Linked DNA regions of Mus musculus: all the other regions are linked to region 2. A link is a contact called in public Hi-C data. All regions are on one chromosome and are shown on one strand. The core of a region is the stretch at or near the end of the contact, and the rest is flanking DNA. Distances in the headings are between cores, read along the strand shown.

What was found. Hi-C and Micro-C count contacts between places; a contact is called where the count stands out from the background.
Region 1: a Hi-C map of bone marrow-derived macrophages shows a contact between it and region 2, with 36 read pairs. The contact joins two enhancer-like sites. A contact is called at or near these places in 3 of 15 datasets of contacts at CTCF or cohesin (the NIH/3T3 cell line, embryonic stem cells and large pre-B cells), 11 of 484 Hi-C or Micro-C datasets (the 63-12 cell line, B cells, CD4 T cells and 7 more) and 15 of 115 datasets of contacts at active chromatin or transcription factors (the 230-238 cell line, CD8 T cells, the HPC-7 cell line and 11 more).
Region 3: a Hi-C map of bone marrow-derived macrophages shows a contact between it and region 2, with 33 read pairs. The contact joins two enhancer-like sites. A contact is called at or near these places in 5 of 484 Hi-C or Micro-C datasets (bone marrow-derived macrophages, cardiomyocytes, cranial neural crest and 2 more), 6 of 115 datasets of contacts at active chromatin or transcription factors (CD8 T cells, T-cell acute lymphoblastic leukemia, effector CD8 T cells and 2 more) and 1 of 9 other capture datasets (embryonic stem cells).

What each region holds. Positions count from the first base shown.
Region 1 is chr2:128,392,183-128,396,121 of GRCm38.p6, forward strand. The region is part of intron 1 of Morrbid (myeloid RNA regulator of BCL2L11 induced cell death); the gene reads right to left. Among named protein-coding and RNA genes, the nearest start is that of Gm14010, 29 kb to the right of the region's middle. Within about 2 kb of position 1,694, at least 56 of the 459 cell types and tissues checked have an H3K27ac peak or open chromatin away from gene starts, as enhancers often do. A contact at or near this core is called in the 230-238 cell line, the 63-12 cell line, B cells and 5 more, where this site is marked.
Region 2 is chr2:128,151,730-128,155,887 of GRCm38.p6, forward strand. All of the region lies in intron 3 of Bcl2l11 (BCL2-like 11 (apoptosis facilitator)), which reads left to right. Among named protein-coding and RNA genes, the nearest start is that of Gm14009, 16 kb to the right of the region's middle. Within about 2 kb of position 1,937, at least 77 of the 459 cell types and tissues checked have an H3K27ac peak or open chromatin away from gene starts, as enhancers often do. A contact at or near this core is called in the 230-238 cell line, the 63-12 cell line, B cells and 5 more, where this site is marked.
Region 3 is chr2:128,310,145-128,314,001 of GRCm38.p6, forward strand. All of the region lies in intron 2 of Morrbid (myeloid RNA regulator of BCL2L11 induced cell death), which reads right to left. Among named protein-coding and RNA genes, the nearest start is that of Gm14010, 110 kb to the right of the region's middle. Within about 2 kb of position 2,142, at least 123 of the 459 cell types and tissues checked have an H3K27ac peak or open chromatin away from gene starts, as enhancers often do. A contact at or near this core is called in CD8 T cells and bone marrow-derived macrophages, where this site is marked.

The DNA of each region.
Region 1 (3,939 bases), core at 444-2,943, 240 kb after region 2:
AAGCACAGGAGAGGGTGACAGTTTATTGGCTACCCTGTCCCGCAATAAGTAAATCCCCGTTCACCACGGCCCTCTCCAGGTCTGCTGGCAGGAGTGATGCTTTTACAATCTAAAAACCAAAAGGTGATTTTTTTTTTTTTCTTTTTCTAATTGCACGAAGCACAGGAGCAAGAACACTACCAAGAAACCTCAGGGACACACTACATCTTGGGTTTGGTAAGTGACACACTTTTAAATCTGATACTTTAAAACTCATTTCAGAAGTCAAATAACCCAGCCCGCCACCTCCGACCCACCCCCCACGCCCTGTGAATTCTCTAGACTCTGTCACCTCGAAGGAGGGAGGGTGTAGGGGGTTGGGGGGAAGCTATTCGAAACAACAGGAAGTTTCTGTGGATCCTGACATTGGCCCCTGGTGACTGAGAGCCTAAATCAGTGAGTCATTCCCCCAAGACATAAGAAGCCGCGAGGACAAGTGAAGTCGATTGTTTAGTATTTCAAAATAAATAGAAGAACTGACAAAAACGGGGGGGAGGGTGGGGGGCTTTGTTGATAGGAAAGGCAAGATGCTTTTTAAAAACCCATCTGTAAGTGACAAGAAAGGCAAGTCAGATTTATTTTGTATTATGAGGGTCCTTACTTATTTTTTTTTTCAATGTTACTCCACAAGAGGTATTACAGGGCCACAGGAAAAATAGTTTCTAGGCAGCCAAATAGTAATTAATAATATCACAGGTAAGTTTGTGTGAGATATAAACTTTATGAGCTATTGAACACTGCTTCTGCATCATAAAGCCCACAGAGTCGGTAAGTCCGTGCAGTTCGGACAGGAAGTGAGTCCACACCGTGTTGCTCTTGGATCTGAAAAGTTCTGATGTTGGGCCAATGCTACAGCTTGTCTGAGGAAATAATACAAAAACCAGAGCCACAGAGGCCACGGAGTCAGATTTAGGTAAATGTCAACTCGTCTTAATTTCTGAACTGTCTCTCTTATTGGGTCACTAGTGACTTGGTGTCCAAAACCAAACCAAAACACCAAAAAGCTGAGGTTGGCTAACAAAATTCTCTTTCAGAAGCCTCAAATGACCTGTCGTCATGCATAGCTGTGCAGGGTAAAATATACAGAATAGAAATACATAAGAACATAAAAAGGGGCAGTAGCTAATATTTCTTCCTAGGAACAAGATGAAAGCAAGCTCAGAGAATCAGACTCTGCATTTGACAGTTAAGCTGGAAATCCAACAGCTAAGTCCCACAGGCACACCACCAAAGACCTCTTGTCACCCTTCTTATAAATAAGAACAAAAGCTGGACCCTCCGCAAAGGCAGTCAGGTGACCCGTGAGCCAGCAGCCGTCCCCACCAGGCTTCATGTCCATACTGTGGGACTCTGAAATCAACAAGTCACCAGACCACACACCAAGCAGGGCCTGCTCATTTCCCCGAGGGAAAATAACTATGTTTAAAATGAAAGTATGACCAACCCTGGCCTCAAGGCTGCTCAAACGATCTTGAGGAAGTTTCAAACACACCGAATTAGCAATCTGTCTGTCTTCAATTACAGAAGTACTAAAAGCCAAAATTAGCCGATTATGCTCAATGCACCCGAGTTTAAAAATGACCCCGCGAGCTTCTGCCATAGAAATCCCTACATTGTCACTGCACGATAAAAAGAGCCCTGGGACACTCACTCTTGTCCAACCACATTGCAGGTGGCAGAGTCCTTAAGGACGGTGACCTCCACAGGACCTTGCAGAGGGTATTTTATTTCTCTCTCTCTCTCTCTCTCTCTCTCTCTCTCTCTCTCTCACACACACACACACACACACACACCACGACTATATATTGTAGCTAAACTCAAGGCAGCCATGTACCAAACTCACATGACTGTGAAAGCCACCACCCCAGAGAAAGATGACTTAAAGCAGGCCCACGGGAGGGTAGAGTGACTGAGATGGACAGCCCCTGGCCCCCGGGGGTGAGCATCACACTTTCTAATGAACATAACTGAAATTGCCATTAAAGAGGATATCTGCATATCTTCTCCGCAACCCTGTGGTTTCGGAGTCCTGTGGTTGCAGGGATCTGCAAGAACCCCTGATAACTGGAGAATCAATGTCCCTGACACAGAAGCAGCAGAGTATGTAGAATTAATTTGGCTTTGGGATTTAATTCAAATAACTTAGGCCTAGAATAGAAGACAGGCAGCTGGACGTTTTGCTTTCTGGAACATTCCATGTAGTGGGACCTGACTTAGGTGGGTGAAGTTCTTGACCCTGAACAGAAAATAAAATGCTAAAAATAGTTCTGAGAATACTGCCTGTCTTCATAGCCAACCCTAGAATGTAGAATGTGCTACGTGTCTGTGAAATGGAGCCAGAGACTCTAAGAACAATGACCCCATGCCGGGTCCTCAAAGAAATACGCTGGAGCCTAGGACACAGGGTTTCTTTTCATCTCTGTCATAAAATGTAAGCACAAACTTCACTGTGAAACCCTTACCCCTGAGACCTTCCTCAGAACCTAGGAGAAAAATCCCTTACTCAGAATCCAGGTCTTCCCCAAGAGGGTGAACCCAGAGAAGCCTTTTCTAGGGGTATGGCCGATTGAGAGCCCAAGGTGTCTCCAACGGTCTTTTTCCCACCTTGTTTTTCTGATCTTGCTGTTCTTGTGAGACAGGGTCTCATAAGGTTATATAGCCCAGGCCGGCCTGGGACTCCCTGAGAGCCCAGGCTGGCCTTTCTACCCCAGCCCCGCAAGTGCTTGACATTAGAGATCTCTGTTATCATGCTTGGCTGCCTGGCTTCTCTCCCACTTTTTGACATAAACAACAGCAATATTTTACTGAACCAAACAGAGCTCAAGCCAGCCAGACCTCTGGCATTCCGTTTCCTCCCGTCAGCCTCACAGCCCTGTAGAAGTGTCTATAGTAGTCTTCCAGTTTTGTCATTGGGTTCCACTTAGCAACCCACACAAAAACTAAGAAGCCAGGAGAGGGATAGGTAAGACAGTGTGTGGGCTTCATTGATAGGCTCATGGAACTTCGAAGTTCAAATGAGGCCCCAGGGGAATGGTTCAGGGACATCAGTGTTGTGGGTGCCCTGCCTCTGGCAGGGACTGGCATCTGTCCAGACTGTAGCTCCTGTGTGCTCGGCTCTCATTTCCAGCAACCTGTACCCCTGTTTCCTTCCTGGTCTCTCAGCTATGGAAAAACACAAACAAGGAGGTGGGACCATTTTAGGTAGTCCTAGAGGCAAAGGTTGTGTGTCCCAGTCTCACAGAGAAGTGGGAAGCCACAGAAGGCAGAAGGGCCAGCCCAGGGCTCTGCTTTGACGGGACAATGGACACACCCGAGGGTCACTTCCTTTTACCTTCTGTGTGCTCTCAGAGGCAAGAGCCTCCAAACCCCTCAGCTGACAGGGGCCAGGACTCGAGAAAGGTAGAGGGCCTGGGAAGGTGAGGGTAGACTTTAATCTTGAAGTGGATAATGAGACAAAGGCAATGGTCATTGTGGATATTAAAGTCACTCCTTAAAAAAATAGAGGAAATAAAACTTCAAACTTTCTTAGTGTTTTGAAATCACAACAGTCTCAGATTGTGGATAATTCCATGTCATAAAAACAAACAAAGGGATGCATATTGCTATTAAATTGTTTGTGTTCTGCTACATGTATACACACACACACACACACACACACACCCTCATGCAAGGGTTTGAGGAAATATAATATCCTTGTTATTCAACATGAAAAATAAAGAAGAAAAATATATTTTCCACAGGAACAGCCATCTTCTCCTCCTTGATATCCTACAACTTTGTTTGGGACACATAAAGAGGAAAGTGCTGGGAAGTGGAGCGGGCTCCTTAGGGCCGGGAGCCCAAGCCTCAGCGGGAGGCCAGCAGCTGCGGAGAGGCTCAGGCTGCTTCATTTCTTTCTCA
Region 2 (4,158 bases), core at 687-3,186:
TAAAGCTAAGACCCCTGCAGATGGGACAGTGAGTGAGTGGAAACCCTTTGTCTGATCACAAGAAACACCTTTTGGTTTACACTGCTTCCTTCCCCCTTGGTCTGGGACATGTGCAGGCATGAGTTGATTGGAGTGTACACAGACAACAGGAGAACCCAGCATCAGATAAAGTGGAGCTAAAACGGGGGTCCACACAGATCAGCTTTGATAAAACACAAGTTTCACTAAAGCAATATGCACAGGAGCATTTGTATACTTTAAACTTGAAGCCTGTCCGTCTCGCTTTCCTAAGAAAGGGAGCCCACTATGCTATCTGACTCCGTGCTTTTAGAAATGACGGTGGTTCCTATAAATCACCAACAAGGGAGAGGCCGAAATTATAGCTTGCTTGGATGAAACCAACCAGAGATGTGTGGCCTCGGGCCATGTTCTCCAGAGGCCCTCATTAATTGAAAGCTGGAGTTTAATAAGATAAGTTGCTTTCTTAAACTGTTGCCATTAAAGGCATGAATATCAATGTAAAATCACACTAGATCTGACTCACGGAAGGATGGGGTCTCTTCACATGGTAGTCGCAGGTCCCTCTTGTAGCAAACGCAGTCACTAGGAGGTAAGGTGAACTGTTATCTGCTCTTGTCTGTGACACAATTGTGTGTCGCAGTTGGAGGGAGCGGTTGGGCATTTTGGTTTTAGGCTTTGTTCATATCTGAACTGAACCACACATGCCACCTCTGTTTAGTGACTGGAGGTGGCGAGTGCTTCGGTTTCTCCCCTGAGGCAAGCGGAAAGAGCTGTGTTATTCACTCCATAGCATTGAGCTGCTTTTCTGAATGAGGGTTCCCTGTAGCTACTGAGGGAGGGCAGCTTGGCTCGTCAGCAAGTGCACCCCATCCAGAGCCACGGGGTCTACTCTAGTGTCGGATGCTGAACCCTGCGTGCTCGAGAATCTGGGTGCCATTATCACCCCGTTCTCTGTCACGTTGAGTGGTGCCAGGAACCCTGTCCACCTGGCTGCCTTTACATGCTTCGGACATGCTTTTGAAGCAAGTGCGTTGGACCCTACAGGCGCAGGCTGCATCTGTCTGGGTGTAGGCAAATATGAGAGGAGACTGAAGCACTGGGGTGTGTTCGAATGGCTGGCGGGGTGTTGGGCTAGACATCCTTGTGTTGATCTACACCACACACCACGTGTGAGGGTGCTGTGGGGCCTGGCAGGTGCTACACCTGCAGGGCTACCCGGCCGTTGTGGGATAGGGAGCCGTGAACGTGCAACCAAGAGGAGGTGCAGGTGCCCGGAGGGGAACTTCAGGCAGGTTCTCAGGGTAATTTTTTTTTTTTTTAAATCTCTGGAGGAGGAAATGAAGATGCAAAGAAAGGACGGTTTGGCCCTTCTGCAGACACATAAAAATAATAAGGTGATTGCATCATCCCTTGCCTAGACTTCACCTCGCTGAACCAAAGCAGGAGGTTTTAGTTGTGGTTAAAGTGTGTTACATCCCACTTAGCATTTCAGAACAGCATGTTCCTGCCCTGAGTTGAGTATTTTGTCCCTCGTAGCTCTCACAGGAGACATACTACCAATCTTGAACCCTGTTTGGCTGGCTGTAGAGCAGGACCCGCTTCTGGTTCTGAGGCCAGCCTGGCAGGATCCCCACCAAGCAGAACTGTGTGTCACACCTCCAGGGTGGGTGGAGAGATAGCCTCCCGCTGTGAGTGAGATTGTGAAGTGGTTTCTGTGTCCCTATAAAAGGCCTCCACTTTTAACAGTTACTGCTATACGACGCAGAGGAGATAGGATACACGTTTGGTCCTTGAGAATATTTGCAGTCTGTACATAACTGTCAAGCCAGCGTGGCCATGGTAGATCTGTGACGACCGCTCAGCTTGCTTGCTGTGCTGGGGGGTTGTGGGGGGAGCACATTTGTTCCTCTGATGTTCAGAGGCATTACGTCATACCGGTAGGGTGCCTCTTGTGCACTGTCTCCAGCCGTCTCGTGATCGCTAAGCTATGAGACCCAGGCTGTTTAGATGCACATGTTCTCTTTGTGGCAAATGGGAAGTGAATGCAGTCCCTGGGCAGCCGTTGCCTGGCCTCGAGGCAGCCGTGGGCATTGAACCAGCATGGAAATCTCAGTAAATTCTCTGTCTGAGGGTGGAGAGAGGGGAAAGGCCTCATGGCTGCTATACTCAACATTGTTTAGACGGCTGGGTTAGGATCCCATAGAGGCGTGGTATAGCTGTGTTGTGGGTACCCCTCAGCCTCCTGGATGGCTCACTCAGTGGTGAGGATGGAGGCCGGTGCACCATCCAGGAGGACGTTGGCATTGCCTTCTCAGGAGTCAGCACCTACAGCAGAGACTGCCAGAGTCCTTCCTGGTCTCACAGTCCAAAATTCAGTTTCCTATGATTACTTGCCTTACATGCAAACCTGTTAGAAGTTTAAGACTCTTCAGTGTGGGCATTGTATGTAAAACACCCATCCAACGGAGGGTGTGCCTATTCTCGGACGCTTTTGTCTCTAAGAACTTGGGATAGGATACTGTCAGTCTATAAAAAGGACTTATTTATTCATCTTTTATTTATGTGTATGTGCGCATCATGTGTGTGCAGGTTGTTCTCAGGACAGAGGGCAGTGGAGCCCCTAAAACTAGATGTACAGGCAGTTATGAGCCATCTGAGGGTGCAAAGAACCCAGGTACACAAGAAGAGCAGTATATGCTCACAGCCGTTGAGCTGTCTTTCCAGCCCAACACCACCATTTTTGCCCCACTACCTTGACTGCCAGGAAACAGGACTTGAGGTTATGTTGCCACAGGTCTCACCTCTGGGTCTTCTTGATGTGATTTGAAATCTCTCTCAACCTTTACCTTTAGTTGTGATGTGGTTGTTACTCCAAGCCCCCCTCGCTGGGGTCAGCTCTCTGCATAGTGCTGTGTCGCGTGCGAGCTCTACACAGGAGGTTGGCATTTGCGCTCTACTGTAGCAGAATCTGAGCTGCATTGCTGAGCTTACTCGCAGGGTCTGGTCTCGCATCCCACTCCACAGATCCAGTCTGGAATTCCCAGCCTCAATCGTTGAGAGGCAGCGCTGTGTGGACTCCAGAGTCGCCTCTGTCCACAATCATTGCTCTCCATTCTGGGAATTTGAGTGTGAGGTCCTAGGTGTCACATGCCTTCTAGGTGTGAGTTGGATCCAGCTTACCTGTCCTGGCCCTGCCACCTCTTGTCCTGACACCTCCAGCCATTTGTAGTCTGGGGCAACCACACGGGCCCTGTGGGGTTGCTTTAAAGGCTTAAAAGCCTGAAATTTATTTTTCAGCTGGCAGTGGCAGTGGGTGACTCTTAGACACACAGTCCTAAGGGCACTAGAACATCTTTTCAGGGGGCTGCTTGTCTCTGATGCCTTAAAAAAAAAAAAAAACCCTTCCCACAACTGCATCAGGATAATAGATCGCCCAAGTATCTTTATGACTTAGTAGTTAATGTCTCCGCAGCTCTACGGACCTCAAGTCGAACATCAGTCTCGGCAGCAATGGTGTCTTCACATTCCCCCTCTTTGACTTATTTATGCTGTGCCTCTCAGTGTTTATAGTCACACCTTAACCCCGCCCCAGCCAGTGAGTTCATCTTAGCCACCTTGGTGGAGGTCCTGCCCCGTAGACAGCCATACCTGAGAATTTGGAGGACTCTGTGGCCCATGTAGAGGGGTTGCCAGGAGGGAGACCTTATTGTACTTTCTTTTCTGCTTCAAGAGGTTTTAATCAGGAGGAGCGGTCTGTCTTGTACCAGGCAGCATAGGTGTGGTACTGAGCTGTACCCCAGTCCGCAGATGCCTCTGGGAGTGCCTGCGTGTGAGTTACTGATGCAGACACGCTGGACACAGGCCAAAAGATGGCTCTGCCAAGAGCTGAGGGCCCAGGGAAAAGAAGCTGATGCCCTCACTCTTGCTGTGTTTTCTGTTGTTGTCTCTCTAGTTCTACATAAGCTGTGAGGGACCTTGCAGCACATAGATGTCTTTTCCCCTGAACAGTGACATTTAACTGATGACACCCACCCCGCCCCCACTGCAGATGATGGTCATTTTGAGGCTTGACATGTCCTGGCCCAAGCACCCAGGGGCCTGTACTTCCTCCAGCCTGCCAGCCTGTCACCAGGTGTG
Region 3 (3,857 bases), core at 892-3,391, 160 kb after region 2:
AATCTCAGAGTGACTGGAGCTTTCTTAATTATGAATGTTTAGCTGTGCTATCCAGCTTGTAGCTGGATCCTGCTTGTTTCTGTCTTGGACTCTTGCCTGCCTTGGGATGGGCTTTCTGCCCAGTGACTCACGGAAAGTGCTATATTAAAAACTTGGAGTTAGTGGTTTAAATCAACCAGCAAAGACATTCTAGAAAAACACACCCTGCCAGCTGATAGAGCCCCCATGCCCCGCTGGGGTGGGGGTGGATTCTGCCTCTTGTGCGTTCCCTTACCACAGTAATCTTCTCATTATCTTTCTCTTTGGTAACTAGAGGACAGGGAAAAATCAGATTTGTTGAACATTTTTTAACCTCACAGACAAAGTTTAGAAAAGGTAGGCTGGATTTAATGTGCCACACTGTTCTCTTTTCTGTGCCATGTTTACTTGTCCCTATAATTTTAAAGACTTCCATGAAGTTAATTTATAAAGTATTGATACGTATAGAAAAAGCTGTGTGTTTACCTGATTTAGGTTTATATCAATATGATGATTTATATGTGATAAATAATATAAAAGTGCACACACACACACACACACACACACACACACCAATTCCAGGCCATTGGTCTTGGCAACAGGCATTATTAACCACAGAGCTATCTCCCCGTCCCTCTTAAAAAACGGAATATTCAAATATGAAGTATAAGAAGCATAGTTTAAAAAAAAATACTGTTTAGACATGTGAAAATAGCTTAGTCAGCATCCCACTACACCCAAGGCTATACCTGTTCACCAGAACTCAGTCCCATCATTTACTCAAGCTAACCAGGCATAAGCCTAGAATCCCATGGCTCCCACTGGCCAGTATATAAGCAGAGTCCAAAAGCAATGCTCTACTTCACCCATCTGGAGAGAAGCCACCATGATCAGCCCTGTGGCTGGAGAGTCTTCTCCGGGATCCTGACCGTCAAATCGGAGACTTCTGTCAAAGACAGAAAACGACCTTCTAAGATATGTCAAATGGGTGAGTAGCCTTAGGGAGACAGGCTTAGGACTGTGGTTAGGAATCAGTGCATGAATTTTGTATGATAACCTCAGCATAGTGAAATTATACCAACTATGCATACACACACATGCACATATACACACATGTACATACATAAACAAAAACGCATACACATGCACATACATACATAATACACACAATATGCCTTCTTGCTTGCAACATGTAGTAAGATATTGTCAGGTACACTTTATGTTTCTCTTGTCTTGGAATCCCCTTATCTCTGTGAATGATACATTAAAATTATTAATTTAAAGACATTTATACCTTTCTGGCTCTTCATTCAAAGTTTATTGTTTGAAAGCAGGGTTACAGAGATGCCAATAAATTATCATATTCTATTTTATATAGGGGCAATTTGCTTTAACCTTATCAAAGAATTAAATAAGTCACCTCAGACAACCAACCAGTGAAAAAAACTTTTTCATTTATTTTTTTTTTACAGCTTAAAATCTGGATAAATAATTAATTTTTTTTTTTTTTTTTTTTTTTTTGGTAAAAGTGGAAGCAATTTGGGTGACTTTAAGTTACAGCAAATTGGGAGACTCAGAGTCCTCTAAAACCTTAGCAGGAAAAGTGATTATAGGCGTTTACATGAAACTCATTCACTCTCCCAATTCCCAGAAAGACATCACATGAACTAAGGAGATGATGGCTTCCATCTTACTCTGAAATTACTGTTTGCCCTTCTGACTCCCAAGACAGTAGAAGAAAAAAGGAAAAAAAAAAACAAAAAAACAAAAAAACAAAAAACAAAACCAACAACAACAAAAAACTACGATAAAAACAGGAAAAAAGCCATTTTACATTTTTCCCTTGCCTTAAACAAGTCTAATATTAATAATAATCACACATGCTGCCGAAGAGAGCCGCTTTCCTCCTGGTTTCTTTTGAAATGACTTCCTTTACTTTTTCTTTTAACCTACAAATGGAGATCTGGAAAGGGGTGGGTTTGGTCATTTCGAAACTTTCCTCCCCAGGCGTCTCAGTAAATAACCCCAGGCCATAGTCTGGGTCTTCTCTGTTCAAGTCTTCTGGGGGCGGAGACTGAGGAGGCCAGGGGCAAAGGTGGGGCTGGGGTGCTTGGCAGAGGGAGTAGAGGACAGGAAGAGGAGGAGGGAGCCATGGGGTGAACTCCCAGCAAGTGTACATAATGTCACACACAGAGAGACACACGGACACACATGCACACATATCATGCACAGTAGATTCAAGCTCAAGAATGAGAGAAGAGGAGGCGGAGGGAGGGAGAGGGAGAGCCGGAGAGGGAGAGAGCCGCGCGCGCGAGCGTTTCCTGGTTTGATGTCAGCTCTCCAACACTGGCTCCGAATTAGCCACAGTAATATTGGGCCCCTGCCCACTCAGCAGGCAGACGGCTTATCCAGCCAGCAACAGGCTTTTAATAAAACAAGATGTTGTCCCTTTACTAAGGCCAATGGACTCCTTTTCTCTGGCCCCGTGAAATATCCTTCCACCCCCCACCCCCACCCCCAGCAGCAGTTTCGGCAGCCCCCCACCCCACCTCACCACACCCCCCACCCCCACCCCAACTGGCATTCCCAGGGGCTCTGATCTCTGGCTCTGCTGTGTCTCCAAGGTTCACACCCAGTGTGCTGGCTCCTCCTGCAGCTTCTATTTGTGTTCTGCCTTCATACCCTGTCTGCCCTATCCAGCCCACCTCTCCCCCTTTCCTGCACTCCGGGTAGCTAGCAATAGACACAGACTGGGAGGCAGGCAGTCATCTGACCTCCTAAGAGACCAGCTTTCAGCTTTAAAGACACCAGTAGGAAAGGCTGGACAACCTGGATTTCATCCTCAGATCTGCCCTGCTCAACTGTGGCTTCGAACACACTGCTGTATGTGTGGCGGCTAGGTTCTCAGCTTGGAACGTAAGTAGCAGGTTGCTTATAGACCAGTAAAATATTGAGCTCCAAAGGCACTGAGAATCCCTCATTGCACACTCTTCTTAAGCACAGATGTCGTAGCCAGGTCAGTCACTACCAAATGGTCAGAGATGATATGGGAGTGAAGGCCTGCAGCGCTGGCTTGTGAGGCCCCTCCAAGTTGGGAGGAATCTGCTCTCCACGCCCACCCTTGTGTTTGCTACAAAGTTTTTGAGAGGAAATGGACCGAATGAGTGCTGTGGACCCGCTTGTGCCTTCTCTCACTCAAGATGCTCCCTGGCTTTGGAAGAGAAGAGAGGAGAAATGAGCAGAGGAACATCTGGGCATGTGGATGGAGTCAGAGCTGGGAATTGTGTCTTCTGGAGCTTAGCCCAGATCCACCCCGAGAGCAGCAGGGTCCTGGCAGGAAGCAGGGTGTACCAGCCAACATGGGAGAAGAGCTGCCGAATTCTAGCCAGGGTGACCAGAGAGCTGTTCAAATGGCAACCTCAGAGCGAGGAATGCAGAAAGCCCCCAATAAATGCAGAAAACCACAAGGATAGAACCCAGCACAAAAGCATCAGCTAAAGAATGTGAGCAGGAGGAGCAGCTCATAGGGAGGATGCTGGGCTCCCTGGAGGAAACCCTGGGGTCAAGGGGAATCTGTATTGCTAGCTGTAGAGCCTGGGTCAGCCCAGGACAGAATCCTTTACCACATTGCTTAGCTCAGTAGCTCAGGATACCCGGGGCAGGGAGGGGACTCTGTAGACACATTTCCACCTTGATTCAAAGACAGCACACCCTGATCTCCATTCTTGGGCCCAATGGGAAAAGCAAATGAAGAAAGTATATCAGAGTAAGGGAGGAAAAAAAGCTGTAGGTTTCAGACTGAAGAGTGATGCCAGCATGGAGCTGTCAGCTATAGTAAG